Regions from separate parts of the Mus musculus genome. Here region 2 is linked to region 1. The links are chromatin contacts, called in public Hi-C maps. All regions are on one chromosome and are shown on one strand. Each heading gives the region's core, a stretch centred on a gene start, on an enhancer-like site or on the middle of the called end of the contact. The rest is flanking DNA. Distances are from core to core; before and after follow the strand shown.

Evidence for each region. A called contact is a pair of places that touch in the nucleus more often than the background predicts.
Region 2: a contact with region 1 is called in a Hi-C map of nephron progenitors, with 2.2 times the contacts expected there. The contact joins the promoter of Sh3rf3 here to the enhancer-like site in region 1. A contact is called at or near these places in 1 of 39 promoter capture datasets (embryonic stem cells), 1 of 15 datasets of contacts at CTCF or cohesin (the NIH/3T3 cell line) and 3 of 484 Hi-C or Micro-C datasets (LSK cells and nephron progenitors).

Annotation. Positions count from the first base shown.
Region 1 is chr10:58,711,527-58,715,971 of GRCm38.p6, reverse strand. No RefSeq gene overlaps it. Among named protein-coding and RNA genes, the nearest start is that of BB019430, 17 kb to the right of the region's middle. Within about 2 kb of position 1,716, at least 62 of the 459 cell types and tissues checked have an H3K27ac peak or open chromatin away from gene starts, as enhancers often do. A contact at or near this core is called in LSK cells and nephron progenitors, where this site is marked.
Region 2 is chr10:58,811,781-58,816,318 of GRCm38.p6, reverse strand. Sh3rf3 (SH3 domain containing ring finger 3) reads right to left here and starts at 2,960. Exons shown (of 10, transcript NM_172788.3): 1 at 2,193-2,960. The coding sequence starts at 2,744.

The DNA.
Region 1 (4,445 bases), core at 467-2,966:
ATTTTCTTTAGTGATTCTGTTTCCTTGTTATAATCTACTTTTGTCTCTTGATTTCTTTTTTCATAATTTCATTGAAAAGATGGTGGTTTCACCATCTTTATTGAGGCATTTTTCAGATTATCTTTAAGGTCCTTGGACATACTCATAATTACTATTTTGAAGCCCTTATCTTGTGTTTCATCTGAATGGCTTTTCTCAAGGCTATTGCAATAGGGTTTCTGGCTTCTAGAGGAGGTTTATTGTCTTAGTTGTTCATATTTGTGTATTTGTGCTGGGATCCAAGCATCTGAAGTTACACTGTCTGAGATGCTTGTTGGTGTAGATATCAACTTCATCTTTGTTAAGTGGGTGTTCTGTTGGTGTCCACCGTTCTGGGTCCTAGCTAGGTGTGACAGCTATGGGGTCACTGATTCCCAGCCTATGGTTCTCACAGGATACTCCATCAGGAAGCCCCTGCTTAATATCCCATTGCAGAACTGCTATATAGCAACGAGAGTCTCAGTAATCAGACAAATCAAAGCACTAGCTAAATTCAAAATGAAAATGGACTGGCCCCACACCTAGACTAGGGAGGGGGTCATGTTCTTCTATCTTAGGGAAGCTGCTGCCCCTCCAGAAAGCGTCGTCTTGATACTCTCCAAACATGTGAAGTCACATTTACCATAGGAACTCTGAGACTTGGTGATCAAAAGGAAATATGTTTCCTAGGGCCTATATCACAAGGCTCAGCTTCCAGAAACTGGGAGGTGGGGTGGGCTCTCACACTGCACCTTTCTGCTGCATGGGTTAAACCAGGAAGACTCCATGAGCATCCAGGGAAAATTGGCTCCTGATCTCCTGTGGTGCAATTACTCCTCTGACACCTTTAAGCCCAAAGAATTAGCATGCCCTGCCAGGGAGTCTGCTGACTGCTCATTAGCGATTGCACTTGCAACTTTAGAAGAATTAATTTTCCATTTTGACCTGTGAGTTCCAATCAATGTTAGCATTAATCAAATGCTGGGTGAATTACAGACACACTTTCATTTATGCCACCTGCCTGCGGCAGAGGTGAGAGGTGGCCCAAGTGTGATAGCCAAAAGACCGATTCCATTTGCCAAGACCTCTGGTCTCAGCTGGAGGAGCACCACACAAGAGAAGGAAAGTTTGTTAATGGAGTGGGATGGGGTACCAAAAGAGATAGAAAAGTCAGCAGTAAGAGACGCCTCACACGCATGCCTCGATTTCATCACGACAAAGCTTTACAAGACACGGAGCCACCGAAGCAGCCAGTGTACAGACAGAACTCTGGGAAGGATCACGGTAGACTCCAAGAGATTAATCCTTTCTTCTGTCCAGCTTCACCTCCCTGTAAACGGAAGGGGAGGTGGGGCGGAAACAGAGCTCCTTTGGCGGCTGAAATTGCCTCCGGAAAATGCCTTGAAACAGAATCAACAAGATTGATGTGTCGGGAGGCAGGTAACAGCTTTGAAAGAAAAAGAAATATCAGAAGATCTACGCGGGTTTTTTTGTTTTTTGTTTTAACAAAACAAATGGGGAAGGTGGGGAGCAGTCAAAGTGGATCGGTGGTAATTACTCAGAGAGGAAGTCCCCAATGAACCCGAAAACAAAGCACCGAAGCAAACGAAAGAAGTGAAATTCAAAGTACTGTTTATGTAACCTTAGGGGTTGAACACAGAGGACTCACACAGCCTGAACCAGGCAAGGAAGGAAGAGGGGAAAGAGGGGGGGCTGGCTGAACATGAAGAGGGTTTGGCAGAGGGTCAAAGAGAGTGAACGGATGTGGGGGACGAGGGAGAGAAAACTGGAGTGGGCAAAGCTTTCATGTTAAAAGAAATTTAACAGAACTGAAAGCCTGAAGAGAGGTGGAGTGGGTGGAGGGCTCGGGGCAGAGGGTTGGCAAGGTAATACTGCCTTATCCTATCAGGCGTCCCAGACAGAGTTTGTACTGCCAATCTGGGGCCCCTGAGGTCTGCAGCCAAGGCATGAAGCCAGCACTATGCCAATCCTTTTGCCACTACCGATGCCATTAGGCTGAGGTAGAGATGAGTCTACTACAGAAAAACACCCAAAACCAGGCTGGGCATCCTTTCCACGTGTTCTGAGTGCCACACTGCTAAAACTGCCATGGAGCCTTTCTGAAGTATTCCATGTGACTGAGGAAAGAGTCCTAGGCTGCTCTGGTCCCTACCAGAGTCATTAGTTGAAACTCCTAGGACAGTGGGTACAGGGTGTTTAGCAAATGCTCAAGTAATGAGGGCACAAAAGAGCCTATTTCCCACCTTTCACTTTCCGGTAGGTGAAGCCTGGCATTCCTCTTTCCAAGGAGCCACTACAGAAAGAAAGAACTCCCACCAGATGTGGAACAGTTCTTTCTGAAGCATCGTGTCTAGGATACCATGATGTGCCAAAATAGGCATGAAATAAATGCTGGCTGAATGGATGCGAGGATAAGCCAGTCACTCAAGAGAATGAGCGGCTACCGGAGAAGGCTGAGACCACTCAACTAGAGGAAGCACCACATACCACATACCCACCGGAGCCAACACAGCACTCTGCTACTATTGGAGACAAGACTGAAACTGAAAGGCCTGCACTGATGGGGACTGTGGTCTGGTGGGTGCATCTCGTAGTTGCCCCAGGTGTGGAAAGGAGAAGCAACCTGGAAGGCATTCCAGGTCAGGTGGTTGTAGTGCCACTACTATGGGGCTTGTTCAGGCATTACTTCCGAGGCCTGATGATGTCAGGTGGACCCTCAGGCCGGGCCTGCACAAACTTTCATCTACTGCTTAAGAAAAGTTCTACTCCTGGCAGGGGACGAGAGTCACCACTGGACCGCTTGTTCCATGGGGTGCTCGCAGCCGTGTTAGTCACCCTTTGGGAAAGCAGTGGCATGCACTGAGAGATTTTGGTGTTTGTCAAATATGGGCATCTTCCTGCTCTACATGAAAGTGGTCCAGCAAGTTGATAGAAGGCACTTCAGGGAGCAAGTATGGTCCCTAGGACCCGTGGTTCTGTGGTGGAGAGAGAATAGGACAGAATAAGAAGGGAATCAGGGCTAGAGAGAGGTGTCAGCGGTTAAGAGCACTAACTGTTCTTCCAGAGGTCCCGAGTTCTATTCCCAGCAACCACATGGTGGCTCACAACCATCTGATACCCTCTTCCGGTGTGAGTACAGTGTACTCACATATATAAAACAAGTAAATCTTTTTTAAAAAGAAGAACAAAGGAGCCAAAGGCTACTGAGAACAGAAATATAATCATCTGCCTTAAGCCACACGAATGAGGAAAGGCCTAAACAAGTCATTGTAATCCAAATCAAGGTAATCAAATCTGTACACTTATTTTCTGCTAGCCATGATCCCCAAGGGCTACATGTAGATGTCATGTAGCTGGGAAGAAGCAATGGCTAATGGATTCTTTTAATGGTAATCTGAATGCTTATGTCACAGTCTGTTCTGAGATGTCATGCCAGAACTCCTAAACTTGATCTATAAAGAACAGCAATCCACTCCTTACAGCACTGGAAGCTCAAGAGGGAGCACTAGCATCTACTGTCACCCCATGGCAGAAGGCAGAAAGGCAGGAGACTGGTTGAGAAAGCAAGAAGAACAGATGTCGCTTTTCAAACTAACCCACACTTGCAGAATGGACAGTGAGGACAGATCCCAGTCTGACCACCTCTTAATAGCCACTAGGAAAGTCATCCCTCCATGGAAAAGGCATGTCAACATGCAACATCACAGAAGGGTACACATCCAGGGCATAAACTTGGGGGTAGGGGCGGCACATTGAAATCACAGCATACTCACCAACCTCAAGATTACATGCTTCAGGGGCTCTTAAAGTAAAAATAATTAAACTAAAAAATGTCTGAGGTATGACTGGAGAGATTGCTCAGAGGTTATGAGCTGCTCTTGGAGAGGACCTAGGTTTATTCCCAGTACCCACATCCAACCCCCACAACTCCAGTTCCAGGGAATCTGATACCCTCTTCTGGACTCTGTGGATGGTTGTGATGCATATATGTACATGAAAGCAAAACACCCACCACATAAACTTTTAAAAATCAACAAAACAACAAAAATAGTGAAAAATATGTAGACTATTTAAAAAAAAACACACACACAAGAAGAACTGGCTACATGTTTGTTTTATGGTGTCCTGGGTGGAGCAGCAAGTGATTCTTTGCAGGAGGAAGATGGTCAGTCCCCAGTGGGGAAAGCCCGAAACAGGTGGACAGGGACACAGCATTTCAGTGCAGTGATGAACGCCAAGCTACCACCCATGGCTCTGCTCTGGCCTTGTGCTTCCTATTAGCAAGACTGCTCAGGTAGGTGTTAAGCCCAACAGTACCCTTTCAAATGCTGTTGGAAAGCCTTCAGCTCTCCCTCTCCTTGGTGGATAGGAATTTGATGGGGGCAGAGTCCAATTATCCCATTGAT
Region 2 (4,538 bases), core at 1,711-4,210, 99 kb before region 1:
GGATATCCTAAACCATGGAGTACGTGGCCACACAGAATCAACTGGGGTCTCAAAATTGTCAAGTCCAAACATGAATTCCGTATACTCAAGCACTCACGCTAAAGCTATAAGCTCCCACCTTGTGGGCAGACAAATTCTAAGGAATGCTCTGAACAGAATTAGTCCAGGAGCTAATTCTGAGGCTGTGCCTTTCTCCCCATCAGAGGCTTCCGTAAGCTCCAAGCCAACTACAACTCCTCAAGGTGCGCTGGACCCTCATCTGTCAGCAGCTGTCAAAAGGCCCAAGCATCTCACCAGAATCATAGCTCCAAAAGTCATTTAATTACCGAAGCAGGAGGAAGCAACAAACAGATCTTGCAAATACAAGTCTTTAATTCTGATGTTAGATTAAAAGCAACATGGGCAAGAAAGAAAAGTTTCACAATATGTACACATTAATAAGTGGATATTAGCCCAAAACCTAGGATACCCAAGATATAAGATACAATTTCCTAAACACATGAAACTCAAGAAAAATGAAGACTGAAGTGTGGACACTATGCCCCTCCTTAGAAGTGGGAACAAAACACCCTTGGAAGGAGTTACAGAGACAAAGTTTGGAGCTGAGATGAAAGGATGGACCATGTAGAGACTGCCATATCCAGGGATCCACCCCATAATCAGCATCCAAACGCTGACACCATTGCATACACTAGCAAGATTTTATCGAAAGTTCCCAGATGTAGCTGTCTCTTGTGAGACTATGCTGGGGCCTAGCAAACACAGAAGTGGATGCTCACAGTCAGCTAATGGATGGATCACAGGGCTCCCAATGGAGGAGCTAGAGAAAGTACCCAAGGAGCTAAAGGGATCTGCAACCCTATAGGTGGAACAACATTATGAACTAACCAGTACCCCGGAGCTCTTGACTCTAGCTGCATATGTATCAAAAGATGGCCTAGTCGGCCATCACTGGAAAGAGAGGCCCATTGGACACGCAAACTTTATATGCCCCAGTACAGGGGAACGCCAGGGCCAAAAAGGGGGAGTGGGTGGGTAGGGGAGTGGGGGTGGGTGGGTATGGGGGACTTTTGGTATAGCATTGGAAATGTAAATGAGCTAAATACCTAATTAAAAATGGAAAAGGAAAAAAAAAGAAAAGTTTCTGAACTTCCAATGAAGCAAATGGCTAGATTTAATCACAATTAAAAGCCAAATTTCAATTTTGATCCTTCAGTGACCATCCTAAGAAGGCATGCATACTCCTTGCATGTCTTTGCCGACCCTCTCTTCCTGATCCATAGAAAACTCAAATTCAGCCATCCACAAAACGTCCTCCAGCAAAAACAGAAGTCGTGAAGTCTATATAATGCGGCCGTGCTAAATCTAATAACGAAAATTAAAAACAACTGTCCACCTGGGAAAGCAACCCTGCTTAAGAGCCCACAAGCAAAGCTTGACTAGAGAGTGCCAAGCCTAAGAGTAAGACAGAGTAAGTGTTCCTGAAGATTTTAGGCGAAGTCCTTCTTTCTGGGGCAGCTGTAGTTACTCTCCGGGCAATGTCTGCCACTTTGCCCTCTCCCCTGTCCTCCACGGCTAAGCAGCAAGAGACTGCTAACTCCCGGTCAGCGATCAGAACCAGTGAACCATTAAGCAATAAGTCCCCAATTGGTGGTCTGAGAGGGAAGAGCAGGACTGAGGAGGTGTGGCAAAAGATGGTTGTTTCTGGAGAATTGGAGGGGTGATCAAAGTTAAAGATAGATGAGTGGATGGATGTATGGATCAACAGACAGACATACAGGACCGGCCAGCCTAGTCAAAATGGAAGTGGTAGAGAACGGCAGGACAGATGGCATGTCCACCTAATGAGAGGATGGGTTCTGCCTCACATATGAACAGGTTTGGGGGAGAAGATGTAAGGACTGAGCTTGGAAAGCGACTTAAGGTGCCCACAAGAAGTTTGAAGTAAGGATGTGGGGCAGAGGAATGTATGTGATGGGATGTAGTCAAGAACTGGTAAAGTAGGAACTGACAGCTAGGCAGAGTCCCTGGGAAACAGAGAAGTTGTTAAAGAAGAATAAAACAAACGAGTGGGCCACGGGGATCCACGGCTAGTCCCTCTACTTCTAATCACAAACTACTTGCACATACACGTGCGGACAAGCTTACACATTCCCACACAGTGGCGCCATGTCACTGGGATACATTCTTACCTTAGCCACTGGCACACTCCTATTAGTCGCCACGTCGCACAAACTGGAGGTAGAGCTGCCTGCGGCCGCTGAGAGAAAGACCGGAGAACACGGGGGACTGCCTGTCGCCCCTCCAGCGCCACCAGCGAGCGCTGAGAACGTACCGGGGCCCGGGCGCGCGGGAGGGCTGCTCCCCGGGCTGGCACCCGTGCGGGGCCTCTGGCGGATGCCATCCAGCAGGCGCACTAGCAGTATGTTGGCGGGCAGCTCGTCCACACCGCAGCCCACCAGGATGCGGCACTCGGGACAACGTAGTTCGTGGCGCGAGCACACGATGCTCTCCAGACAGCGTCGGCAGAAGGTGTGCTGGCATGGCAACACCTTGGCCGTAGTGTCCAGGCGCTCCAGGCACACAGAGCATTCCAGCAAATCCAGCAGCGATGATTCGTCCATATCCTCTTCAGTCCTCGCCTGGGCCCCCCTCTGCTGCTCACCCTGCCTGTCCTCGCCCTCGCCCCGAGCTGCGGTGGCCGCCGCCTTGGACGCGCACAGCCAGGACGCCCCAAGCAGCATGGGGGAGGCGCCAGCGCGGGCCCAGCGAGCCGCCTAAGTCTAGCAGCCAGAGCCCGGCCCGCCGAGGAGAGCGGGCATTTGCGCCTAGCCCGGGCAGTCGCCGTCAATAAACAGGGTTCGGTCCCCGCGCGGCGCGTGCTGACAGCCCGAGGCACTAGCCTCCACGATTTGCAAAGTGACACGCCGAGCCTGCCCGCGAGGCAGGCACCGGAGTTCCGGAGCCCCGAGGCAACTCCAGCCAGCCGAGCCCAATCAGCCTACGCGCGCGCACCGCCGCTGCGGGCAACACCTGTGCTGCCGCGCCGCCCGCGCCCGGGAGCCCAGCAGCGGGGAGTGCAGGGAGAGGCCGGCCAGGTCCCCAGGGAGACCGGGGCGCGGCGTGCACGCTCCCCCGCGCCGCAGGCGAGCCGCACCGCCCCCCTCGGCGCCTCCATGCGCCCTCGGGCTGCCAGAGCACCGCCGCCTTGCTCAACTAGCTCAGCCGGATCTCGTCCCTGGGTCGCGGGACCATGTGCGGGGGACGCGCAGAGGTCACAGTCACTGCGGGGGTGTTGGGAAACGGACACCTCTCCTGCCTTGGAGCTTCTCCCTTTAGGCCACCTCCGGGGCTCCGGAGAACTTCCCCTGCGCAGGCTTGGCCCTGTCCCCTCTGGACGCCAGACTCTGGATTCTCCGCGAGCTTCAGGAAGGGACGTTTCTTCTCAACGCCTCCGCGAAGGAAAGTTTGGGAGCATCATCCCGACTGCTTTCTTAGCCAGCGCTGGAGAGCAGCCGGAGGACGCATCAGACACCCAGGCATCCTTCTGGACGACTCCAGGGAGCACTCTTGCTTGTGTCCCCTCTCCTGCCAGCATGCCCAAGTGACAGCTGTGGGTATAGGTGCGGGGGTGTCCCTTGAGGCGAGAAGGGAAGTCGCTGGAGATGGCCGGGTCGGGGGCTGCCGGGGCCGCGACTACTCCTTCGGGAAGCCGGCTGCCCTCTCCAGAATCACTGATGTGTGACTGACGCCGCCGCCCACGCGCCAGCACACCCTGGCCGAGCGCCGCGCCCCTGGCGGCGCGGTGAAAGACTCCAGCGCCCGCTCTGGTGAGCTCTGATGAACCCAGCTCCAAATATTCCTCGGGAGGCTCAAAAGAGGGGGAATGTGCGCTCCTTCCCGATGCCCGGGGTTCTGGGAGCGTCAGAGCGACGGAAGTACGTACGAGGACCTGGAGCAGCAGGGAAGTTTGGCGGTGGGCTGCGGTCGGTGTACAAGATTTCTTACCGTGTGCTGCCCCCTGGTGGGCCCCTCGTGTTCCCAACGCTCTCGAGCCCCGCACAGGCAAAGGTCCAGAAAGCTGGATGATGCACAGCTGGGAGATGCCAGGGCAAGCATCCAAAGTGGTGTGGATGCCCCTCCTGCCGGTTGGGCTGCCCTGTTGTTTGTGAAGCTGAATGTCACTTTTCTTCGTTTTTAGGGAGAAAAAAATTTTGCTGATACTTAAATGCCAACATAATATCTGCATTGTTTTAATGCTCTTAAACAACCCTGTGAAATAATTGCTTTAACTTCATTACACGGGTAAGGAAATTGATTCTCATTATTATGAAGCCATTTTATTAAATGTGGTTTTTGTGACCACAGAACCCAAATGCAAAAAGACCACATGGTAGCAGAGCGGTTGCCTATAAGCCACGTGTCCCTTACAGTGTAGTAGTATCTTCCACACGGCGTGTTTAGTAAATATCCATTGAATGATCGAAAGAGTGACTTGATCTCATCCAGTGATGATTTGAATGCAGTATTTAGCACCC